Linked DNA regions of Sus scrofa: region 2 is linked to region 1. A link is a contact called in public promoter capture Hi-C data. All regions are on one chromosome and are shown on one strand. The core of a region is the stretch at or near the end of the contact, and the rest is flanking DNA. Distances in the headings are between cores, read along the strand shown.

Region 1 (5,406 bases), core at 1,051-3,550:
CCCTAAAAAGATAAACAAACAAAAAAATCCAGAGAACCCCATATTCTGTCCAAAATACCCATCAGCAACAGAGACGAAGGACCAAAGTTATTTACACTGACAAAATGAGAGGCCATTGAGTGGCTCGGCTCAAGTCTAAGCCAATGAGGGCAGTTTGTTAGCCGCCCCCATGCAAATGAGGAACCACCAGTTGTTCATTTTGCCCCAGGCCTCCACATCTCCCTTCAGATACCTCACACTCCACAAGCAATTGTCAACTCACCATTCTACCTGGAGAACAAAGTAAAATGTGATATAAAAATGAACAATTTTAACCAGTTCCTAATTCTGTTTAAACTAACTAGGTAAAGGAAGCACCGTTTAATTTTACAAGGGCAATTACAACACACAACACCATGTGAGACCACTTTGAAGGTTCTTAAATGTGGAAGACAATCAATTCTTACCTTATTTAGCCTGCCTGTGAGGTTCACAACAATTTTCCCAGCTCTATGATCGTCGATGATTTCAAATTCGCCAATGTAACCTATAAAACACAAGACACTGAATTGAAAACAATTTTTAATATTTAGACGGCAACACCCAAAACTATCAACCCTGAAATTTTAAAAAGGGGATGATTTCCTGTCCTTTCATAGCTTCCCACTCCCAAGCCCAAGACGTTCAGCAATCCTCCACTCCACCCCAAGGAGCTCCCAAAGCCCTTTCAATGAGGTGCTGCAGCTGCAATTATCACAAGACGACTATTTTAGGTGCCAAACACCTAGCAGGACAAGTCACAAACTTCCTCCTTACCCACAGTCCTAATCTACCCTAGCATTTCTTAAACAGCATCACTTGTCTAGACTATCCTGTCCACAGCCCAAATCAATTACAGTACTTCCCACGTAGGACTGACACCTCACCCCCATCTTCCTAGGCCTCTCCCCTACAATTTCTACTGGACTCTTTCTGTAACAGGTTTACCTCAAAACAAAACACATTAAGACACTTACCATGCTTCATCATCACAGTTAGAAACCTGACGATGACTTTGGAGCACGGCCTAATAAGAACCTGGCGTTTGCCTCTCTTTTCGGCATTGTTGATGCTCTTGAGGGCATCGGCCAGGACATTCATGCGCACCATTGTGGCTGTTCAGGGAAGACAAAACAGGGGTATTAATGCCATGGCCATTAACAGACACCCAATCATTCCACGGCTAACACATGCTTTTCTTTCTACCTCTATCAAGGTTCCCATCTCTACACAGGCTGGTTCCCTTGTAGCCCCGAAAGAATATGTCACCTACCAAAATGAAAACACCAGCTATGGTAGGCCAGTTAATTCAGAAAGGGAGCAAATGGTCACCATCGATGATTTCCAAATTTCTGAAAACCACCAGGACCTTTACATAAACCAACTCAGTGTCGGCCTCGTCCTAAACATCGCAAGATACCACTTGACTTTCTCCTAACGCCCGTAACTATTAAAACGACTGTACAGGTGCCACCCAAAATTATGCCCCACAGCAAGCATACCATAGTGGCAAGTATGTTACTTGCACCTCATCAGACTCTATCCCAACAGACACGAACTTACCTAACAAAGTTTTGAAAGCTAAGGACAAGGGCCAAAGCATGCTTTCAAACGACAACAGGAGGAGTCCGACCGGCTTCCTCAAGCTCAACAAGTGTCTGGGGGAAAACCTGGAGCCCAGAAGACACCAGCAAACCTCCACCCCAAGCAGGGTGCAATCTTCCCTGCCGAAGGGGCCTCAGACTCCCAAGCTCCCAGCGCGGCCGCAGCAATGGGAAGCTGTACGGCCCATTAGGGTCCCAGACTCCGATACTTCCCGCCAAGGAGGGGCCTCATCTACTAAGGGCGGTACTGGCATCGCCGATCGCGTAGGGGGTCCGGGTCGACCGAACAGTCGAAAAGCTCCGGGTCCAGCCAGGGCTGCGGCCTGCGCCCCACAGCCCGGACTCCCCAGAATGCAGAGCATGGGGCGGCTGAGCATGACTCTCTCCTCCGCCTGCTCAGACCCCCGCGAGGCCAGTATTCCCGGCACAGGAGGCCGCCGGCATCCTCGCAGGGAACCAAGACCGAGCCTCAGACCACAGGATGGCACCGATAGCGAACGGATAAAGTTGGATCGCTCAGAGAAAGATACTCACCGGCACGGAAAGATGGCGGAAAGAGGAAGGGAGGGGCGAGCGCACGGAATTATGGGAAGAGGTCAGGCTATCGCGAGACTTTCAAAGCCCCGCCAAAAACAAAAAAAACAACAAAAGAAGGATTGCCTAGCGGAAGGAGGTGGGTGAACGGGCGGAGTCTCCTCAGGGGTGGGCAGTAGAGAGTGGATGGAATCGAACACCCCAGGCGCTATCTGAGGGAGTTTATAGAAGGGCAACGCTAGCCACCGGATCGATTTCTTTCTAGCAACTAATCTGTTAAAATAAACAAGTGACAAGAGCCTAGATATTTGCACGTTTTTACTGCAATAACTGGTCACCATTTATAAAATTTTGATACTTAAGTATTTACAGTATCTATGGAAGAACCCGCAGAAATGTGTAATTGCCTCTGAGGAGGGCGTTAGGAACTGGTAATGGGAAGAATTGCTTTTTCCCTACAGAAATTCGTTCGGGGTTTTTTCTTGTGTTTGTGGGTTTTTTGCTGCTGCAGCTTGATGTGGGATCTCAGTTCCCAGACCAGGTATTGAACCCAGACAGCAGCGGTGAAAGCACCAAAACCTAACCGCTAGGCCGCCAAGAAACTCCTTAAATTAAAAAAAAAAAGACCTCTTTGAGTTTGCTTGTCATCCTTGCAGAGGAACCATGATAATCTTCTCTGCATGGGTCCAATTTTAGTATAGTGTGCTGCAGAAGCCAGCTCTCCCTTTGTTTCTTGGAAACGTGTATGGATGACTTTTTCAAAGCAGTCAAAAACTTTTCCCGCTGTGCCTCTTGTGGCTGCGGGGGGGCGGATTGGATCCCCGAACATGGCTGCAGTGGGTTAAAGGATACGGTGTTGCCGCAGCGGCGGCTGAGATTCAATTTCTGGCCTGGGGAACTTCCATATGCAGTGGGGGCAGCCATAAAAATTAAAAAGTAAAAAAAAAAATTTAAAAATTGATGCTTCCTTTTGGACTCTCCCTAAATGTTAGAAATTATTGGAGTTTCCAGTTGTGGTGCAGCGGAAATGAATCTGACTAAGAACCATGAGGTTGAGGGTTTGATCCCTGGCCTCACTCAGTGGGTTAAGGATCCAGGGTTGCCGTGAGCTGTGGTGTAGGCCGGCAGCTGTAGCTCCAATTTGACCCCTAGCCTGAGAATCTCCGTATGGCTCAGGTGCGGCACTAAAAAGTCCCCCCCCCCCCCGCCCCCCAAAAAATTGTTTACTGGAGTTTCAGACTTTTCTCTCAGTTCTGAGATAACACAGTTTGGAAGAAAGCCACAAGTGTTTTGAAATAAATGTGCAGCCTCTTAAAGGTTATTGCTAGGGTCAGATGAGCTAAGGTGCCAAAGGGCTCGTCAAAGCCCTGGCATGTGGCAAATACTCAGTAAGTTGTTCCTGAAGTCAGGGGTCTGATCGCTCCAGAGGGAGTGAATTCTAGCTCTGCTCTTTCTGAAGCTGGGTGACCTCAGGCTAGTTACCTAAAATCTGAAACTGCTTCTTTAGCCTTTCCTCCAGGCTTTCCCACTTACCCTCCCTTCTGTCTTTCCCACGTGGCAGTTAGAGTTACTGTTGTGGCTCAGAGGATTACTAGGATCCATGAAGATGCAGGTTCGATCCCTGGCCTTGCTCAGTGTGATCTGGTGTGGCTGTGGCTGTGGCTGTGGTGTAGCCAATTGGACCTATAGCCTGAGAACTTCTATATATGGCCCTATAAAAAGCAAAAGCAAACAAACAAATAAAAAATTAAGCCAGACCATGCCCTCTTCAAGGGGTCTTATCAACTCAGTAAAATCCAAATTCCTTGCAAAAGCTTACAGGGTCCTCCCTGAGATGCACACCAGTCTCCTTGCGCAGGAAAAGTGACCTCTTCCCACTGCTTGCTTTCCAAATATGCTCAAGCATATTCTGCCTCAGGACCTTTGCATCTGCTTTTCCCTTTAAGGTGAATGTTCTTCCCCTAGTTTACCAGGAAGTTTGCTCCAACTCCCTTTTCCTCAGGTCTGTCTTCAATCACACAAACTCACTCACACAGCCTCCTCCCCACTCCCTCCAACCCCACTGCCCTGCTTAATTTTTCTATGTAGCATTTACCATGTGAAATATTGTCAAGTGTAATTTACGGTCTGTCTCCATTCAGCAAGCGGGGATGTGGTTGGTTTTGTTCCCTGCTGTACTGTGAACCGGAGTTTGGCACTTGCCAGCACCTGCCATCAGCCTCTATAAGGATTCTATCATGAGTCTCTGCAGCTACCAACCCAAGGCACCCACCCTCCACCCCGCTCAGAGCATAAATCAGGAGCGAGGCTCTCTGTGCTTTGGGAAAACTGGAAGAACAGGTCTTCAGATTGTTCGATTATTTTTAGAAGATTTTATGTGCCTAATTCTTGCATCTCCTATCTAGAAAAACACTAAAAAAAATCCTTCATGGTGATGTCTGCTCCCTGTGAGTAGTTGCCACCTTAAGGAGATCAGCAGCAAACTTTGGTAAAATGTGGGCCTGATATTATTTCCCTTGCCTCTTTGGGGCTGTGTTTCACACTCATCTTCGAATGCAGTCATCTCAAAGGGTAAGAGCAGGTCGTCCTGCAGGTTGTGAAAACTCAGGATACGGGCGCTCAATAGCTGAGGTGCATATCAAAGGAATGATTGCAGTGAGCCCAGGCATCTTTTGTTCCTGCTACCTATGCTTTGTTGCAAAAACTCCTGTATATCCTAGCTCGTCCCTTACCCCCTCGTAGTGGTTTGGTTTCTCAGGGCCACCTGAGATGCTGTCTCCTGGGCTTAAGTCCTAATTTTGCCCCGAATAAAACTTAACTCTCAACTTTCAGGTTGTGCTTGCTTTTTTTTTTTTTTTTTTCTTCCAGGGCTGCAAGTGCAGCATATGGAAGTTCCCAGGCTAGGGGTTGAATCAGAGCTACTGCAGCTGCCAGCCTACACCACAGCTCATGGCAATGCCAGATCCTTGATCAAGGTCAGGGATTGAACCTGCATCCTTATGGATCCTAGTCAGATTCGTTTCTTCTGCACCGCAAAGGGAACTCCCCAGGTTGTGCATATTTTTAAGTCACCCATACCCACAGCTTCTAGAAGAGTTATCCAGCATCACAGTAGGTACTTATTGTAACATTGATGAATAAATGATGATACTACCAACACGCGAAGTGACTGTGAGGATGAATGAAATAACCCAGATAAAAGAGACCCATACAAGGAGTTCCTGTTGTGGCACAGCAGTAAGGAACCCGA
Region 2 (5,298 bases), core at 2,118-4,617, 1.5 Mb before region 1:
AGCCAGGAATTTGGGGGGTCTCTCTCCTCCCCTGTATCGTAGCGGGAGAGAACTGCCCAAGAGATCTCTGAGCCGGAAAAGGAGAGGAGGGCGGGCTGGGAGGGGACTCTCACCGGGCCCGCGCAGGGCTCGGCGGGCGCGGCCATCGGGAGCCGTCCGTCTGTCTGTCCGTCCGTCAGGCTGTCGGTGGGTCCCCGGACAGCTTCCTTGGCCTCACTCCGGCTGGGGGAAGGGGCGGGGATTGGAGCTCCGGGATTGCAAGGCCCCGGGGCAAGGTCCGGCGCGCGGCAGGGGGTGGGGCGCGAAGAGGTGAACCAAGGCTCGTGGTTGGAGGGGCGCTCGGGGAGGACCCAGCAGGCAGAGGGAGGGGACCCCCCCCCCCGAGCCCCAGAAAATACAGTGACATACCTGAATAATCCCCCTTCCCCCTGCAAGAAATGTCATCCCAAACTTCCCGAATACCGTGGACCAGCAATTCCAGGAATTTATTCTGATAAATGAACCCAACAGGTGCGCACATGCTCAGGGTCCCACAGCTGGTGTGGAAGATGGGGCGGTGGGGGGGGGGGACGACCAGGCTAAGGTTAGAGCTGCAGTCTCTTCACCTGCGGGATGGACATTGTCTGGCTCTAGGGTGGTGGGAAGATTTTAAAAAGATTACTAATAAAGCACTAACACAGTGAGTGCCAGGCACACAGATGTTGCCTATTATTAATTAGTATGATTATTTCACACCAGGTTACCAAGCAGTGGTCCAAAGGGCCATTGCAGAAATATATTAATGTGGAAAGACGATTTCTAAATGCTAAGTGAAAAAAAAAAAGAGATTATGATACAACAGAGTCTATGGAATTTTTGCAGAGAAAAGTCTGTGCTTAAGTTGGGAAAAGGGGGGAAGAAAGTCAAGTCATTTACCTTCTTCTTCTGGGTCTTAAAGCAAGGTGTGTCCCCAGCCATGAGTTTTGTTTGTTTGTTTGTTTTGGTTTTTTTGGAAATGACTCTATGTAACATATATGCATAGATAAAGAGAAGGAAATCTCCTAAAGCAGTCATCATGGGAATCCTCGTTTTCTTTTCTTTCCCCTTTCCTTCCCTTTTCTTTCCTTCTGCAACGAGCATGGAGCATGTATTCATTTCAAGATAAGAATGAAAGAGCTTTTTTCAGACAGACGAGCACAGGTGCTCAGCTGGCGTGAAGAATGCAAACCTGCTGTGCTCTCCAGGCTGCCCGGTTGATGTCTCTGGGCTCTAACAGAGTGGACTCCCCGGCTTGTTTACCCTTTTCTTTCTGAGTTGTCCCAACCCTGGTCTGCTTTCAGCTGTCCTCCTACTTGGATCTTCTGGAAGAGCAGGGACACAAAATGTCCAAGGATTTGTCTTGAAGCTGAGTGTGGCAGGTCTGCTGTTTACATTCCGATAGCGTCCGCTTCTTTGAGGTGGTTTTGGTGGCGGCTGATGGAAATTATGGGGAGGCTTGAGCCCCCTCTTCCTACAACCCTCACTCCAATCAGCACTGCCATGGTCCTGATGTTTATTCCTTTGTAAACATCAGGAGCTTGAGGAGCTCCTGTTGTGGCTCAGCAGAAACGAATCTGACTAGCATCCACGAGGATGCAGATTTGATCCCTGGCCTTGCTCAGTGGGTTAAGGGTCTGTGGTTTAGGTCACAGGCTCGGCTCAGATCCCGCGTTCCTGTGACTGTGGCGTAGGCTGGCAGCTACAGCTCTGATTTGACCCCTAGCCTGGGAACCTCCATATGCCATGCATAGGGCCGTAAAAAGACAAAAAAAAAAAAAAAAAAAAAAAAAAAAAAAAAAAAAAAGACAAACTTGAGGGGAATGGCGAAAGTTTGAGGGGGAATGGTCAGGAAGGCAGGAAGAACACAGAGGAAATCAGGTGAGCCAGGAACAGAACTCAGGCATCCTAAAGCCTACTGTCCAGCTCTCTGAATAGTACATGGCTGCGTGCAGAGCCCTAGGCAAGTTTCTTTCCCTCTCTCGGCCTCATTTGCCCATTCCGTAAGATAAGACGATTCCATATGCCAACATTTTCTAATTGATGGCTTTCAACTCCCTGATGACTTGCTAAGACAAACCAGGGATTTATGTTAGATAAAGGGGATCTGTATTAATTGTAATTATAAGTAATGAACCTCAAAAAATAGAACAATTATTACTATTTTTTTTATGGCCACACCTGTGGCATATAGAAGTTCCCAGCTAGGGGTCGAATTGAAGCCACAGCTGAGGTCTATACCACAGCCACAGCAACGTCAGATCCAAGCAGCATCTGTGACCTACAGTGCAATGCTGGATCCCCAACCCACTGAGCAAGGCCAAGGATCAGACCTGCACCCTCGTGGACACTATGTCGGGTTCCCGACCCGCTGAGCCACAACAGGAACTCCTAAAACAATTATTTAAAGGCTTCTCTTTATGATTGAACAGTTGAGTCTCACTGTGTTTGGAGTGAGAATACAGAGTGAGAAACAGAAAGCAGATGTGCTCATGGTTGAGATTCTCAGTAGATGTTTCATGCCATGTAGCCGCTGTGAAGGTTTTGACCATTGTGTAGTTTAAAATCATTGTGATTCACTGTTGTATGTTGCTTAACTCTTGGCCACAATGGCAAATTCCAGTGAGAAATCTTCTCTCTTACCTCATCCTTTAGAAACAAAGTATAAGAACTATCAAAATAAAACATTTTCTTTTTTTTAAGGAGTTGAAATGGAAGAATTTCAAATTTCAAAGGTCAGGAGAGCATTTTTTTTTTGATCTTTTGATGTGGTGACTTACGGTTTAATTCATCTACATTATGGTATACATTCAGTCTTGGGACAAAAAAACAACATGCTGATTTTTGAACTTATTTTCAGACAAGTCGTGTATCAGCTAATTCAGAGTAATTCAAATTGCATGCACCCCCCCCGGGGGGGGCCCTCAAAATTTGTATCTATACAAATGTTACTAGAACTGAGATTAAATAAAATTTAAGTACCTTTTAAAATAGTATGCTGAACTTAAATGATCTTTGTTTTTCTTAAAAAAAAAACCCATCCTAGTCGGTCATTTATCATGGAAAAATGTACCAATTTACACAAATTCCTAAAAGGGGTTTGAGATGATACATCGCTTGGAAATTTATGGGCCAAAAGGATTTAGGAAACTTGTTGGATACTTTGGTTAACAGTCTCTTATTCTTTCTAGTTTCAGTGCTACTGAATTCCAAAGTAGGATTCAACTTTGTACTTTATGCCTGCACACACACCTTGCGATTGCACCTGCCAGACAACGCGCGGAGTCCTCCAGCCTTCAGAGGGCACAAATGATCGCCTTTTGTTGCGGAGCATGCGCTGTAGTTCTCTTTCCTGGGGGCGTGGGCGTGGGATCGGATTGCGCACGCGCGGCGGTGGCGGGGCGGGTACTGGGCTGTCAGGAGTCCGCGGAGGAGGAAGCGGTGGGCAGCGTGCGTTGTAAGGGGCGGGACCGCGAGGCCTGCGGTGGATCTGCCGGGCTATGGGGGGTTGCCGGGGCGTGCGGCCGCCTGGGCCGGTGGTGGTGGCCGCCACCGTGATGGTGCTGCTGAGCTGCGTGGGGCCGGCGCGCGGCTCCGAGGACATCGTGGTGGGCTGCGGGGGCTTCGTCAAGTCGGACGTGGAAATCAACTACTCGCTCATCGAGGTGAGCGCCCGCGCCGTGGCCCGGAGCTCGCTGTGTGACCCGGGGCCAATCGCTTAACCTCTCTGAGCTGCGGTGGCCTCGCCTCTGAGGCCAGGCGGTTGCTACCAGCCCCCCATTCTGAGTTCTTTCTTTAGATGCGCCTCTTTCCAAGGTTCTTCACTATCTTCTCTCCTTTCGCGCTAAAGTGGAGGTTCTTATCTTGAGATCCGCTCCAGAGTGGGGGCGGGGGCGAAGCCCTGAAGGTCTGTGCGCGTGGGTTTGAGGGACATTTTTGATGAAGATGATGGTGGTTCATAACTTGTATCAGGTCACGCAAAACTAAAGCAGCCTCGAAATCAAGACCCTAGATTCTCAACACCCGAACTCCAGATCCCCAGAATCCAGGCCCCAGATCTCTTAAAATCCAGTCTCAGCAAGACCCAGATCTCCTCGGAGCCCAGACTCCAGATCCCCTAGAACCTATACCCCAGACCCTTAACCCCCCTGAACCCAGACTCCCTGAGATTCGGATTTCCTGAAACCTATATTCCAGAGCCTAGAGTCTTATCCCCACAACACAGTCCTGCCAAAGTTCCAACCCCCTGGGAAGCTTTTAAAGCGCATGGATTCCCATCCCAGAGATCATGACCCAGTAGGTCTCTATCTGCATCTCTGGGCTGAGAAACTGTGTTTTTAATCTCTTTAGTTTCCCCCGTGGGATCTGTTTTCCTCTGAAAATGGAGAGTTGTCAGCTGCCCTCATTTCCTTACTGAGCAGTTATGGAAATCACACTAGAGATTTGTGTCAAAGTCTATTTATTAGGTTGAAAAGCTCCATGATTATTAGCCCAGTGGAATTAGAACCCAGAAAGCTTTGTGAAGAGGAAGGGAATAGATGGAGGCAGATGAGAAGGGACCTGAAGGAGGGCTGGCTTCTGTTTCAGGAGGGGCCTGAACCTGGGGCAGAAGAAGGGAATTTGAGAAAGAAAAAAGGAAGAGGCCAGGAGATGCCCAAGAGAAGGGAGTGGGGTTTAAGACCGAAGAGGCCCGCTCTCTGAAAGCACATTGAGCTGCCCCGGTGCTGTGGGGAAGGGTCGGACCAGTGTGTTCTACCAAGCAGGTGACTGAGGGCCGGGGGAGGGGTAGGAAGTAGATCCCACACCCCTCTAGCTCTTTGACTTGGCCTTGCCCCCAGTCCCATTTTTTGTTCCTATACCATGGTGTTGGGAGAGAGGCAGCAGAATCTAGCATCATATATTTCCCAAAGAAGTTAGTCAGTCATCACCTTCAAGCCCTTTTATCTGTGGCTTCTCCACTGTTTTTGGTCTTAAGAAGTCAGGTGTTTAATGAGTCTACCCACTGGCAGTGGCAGGGCTCCCGGATGCCCATTGCCATGTCCTGGATTGTGGGCATAGGGTATTTCAGAAGCTGCCTAGAAAGGTTTTGCAACTTGTAGTTTCCTGGGGCACAGGAGGAAAGTGAAGGCAGCTGGGGTACTCCCAGCCCAAACACTAGTAGTGACCTTGAGAGCAGAAGGCAGGTTTTGTGACCTAGTAGGAAATGTGTTCCTTGAGCCCTAGGGCTGCCTGTCCAGATGGTCTGGAACACTCATAATTCTTTTTCTTTTTTTTTAGGGCTCC

What was found. Promoter capture Hi-C pulls out the DNA fragments that hold promoters and counts their contacts.
Region 2: a contact with region 1 is called in a promoter capture Hi-C map of liver, with 15 times the contacts expected there. The contact joins the promoter of LOC100626015 here to the promoter of RPS15A in region 1. A contact is called at or near these places in 1 of 5 promoter capture datasets (liver) and 2 of 47 Hi-C or Micro-C datasets (heart right ventricle and skeletal muscle).

What each region holds. Positions count from the first base shown.
Region 1 is chr3:26,773,555-26,778,960 of Sscrofa11.1, reverse strand. RPS15A (40S ribosomal protein S15a) reads right to left here and starts at 2,300. Exons shown (of 5, transcript XM_021086554.1): 1 at 2,157-2,300; 2 at 996-1,133; 3 at 447-526. The coding sequence starts at 1,128.
Region 2 is chr3:28,256,130-28,261,427 of Sscrofa11.1, reverse strand. LOC100626015 (nodal modulator 1) reads left to right here and starts at 3,367. Exons shown (of 31, transcript XM_021086558.1): 1 at 3,367-3,680. The coding sequence starts at 3,516. ABCC6 (multidrug resistance-associated protein 6) reads right to left here and starts at 493. Exons shown (of 33, transcript XM_021086559.1): 1 at 409-493; 2 at 114-222. The coding sequence starts at 146.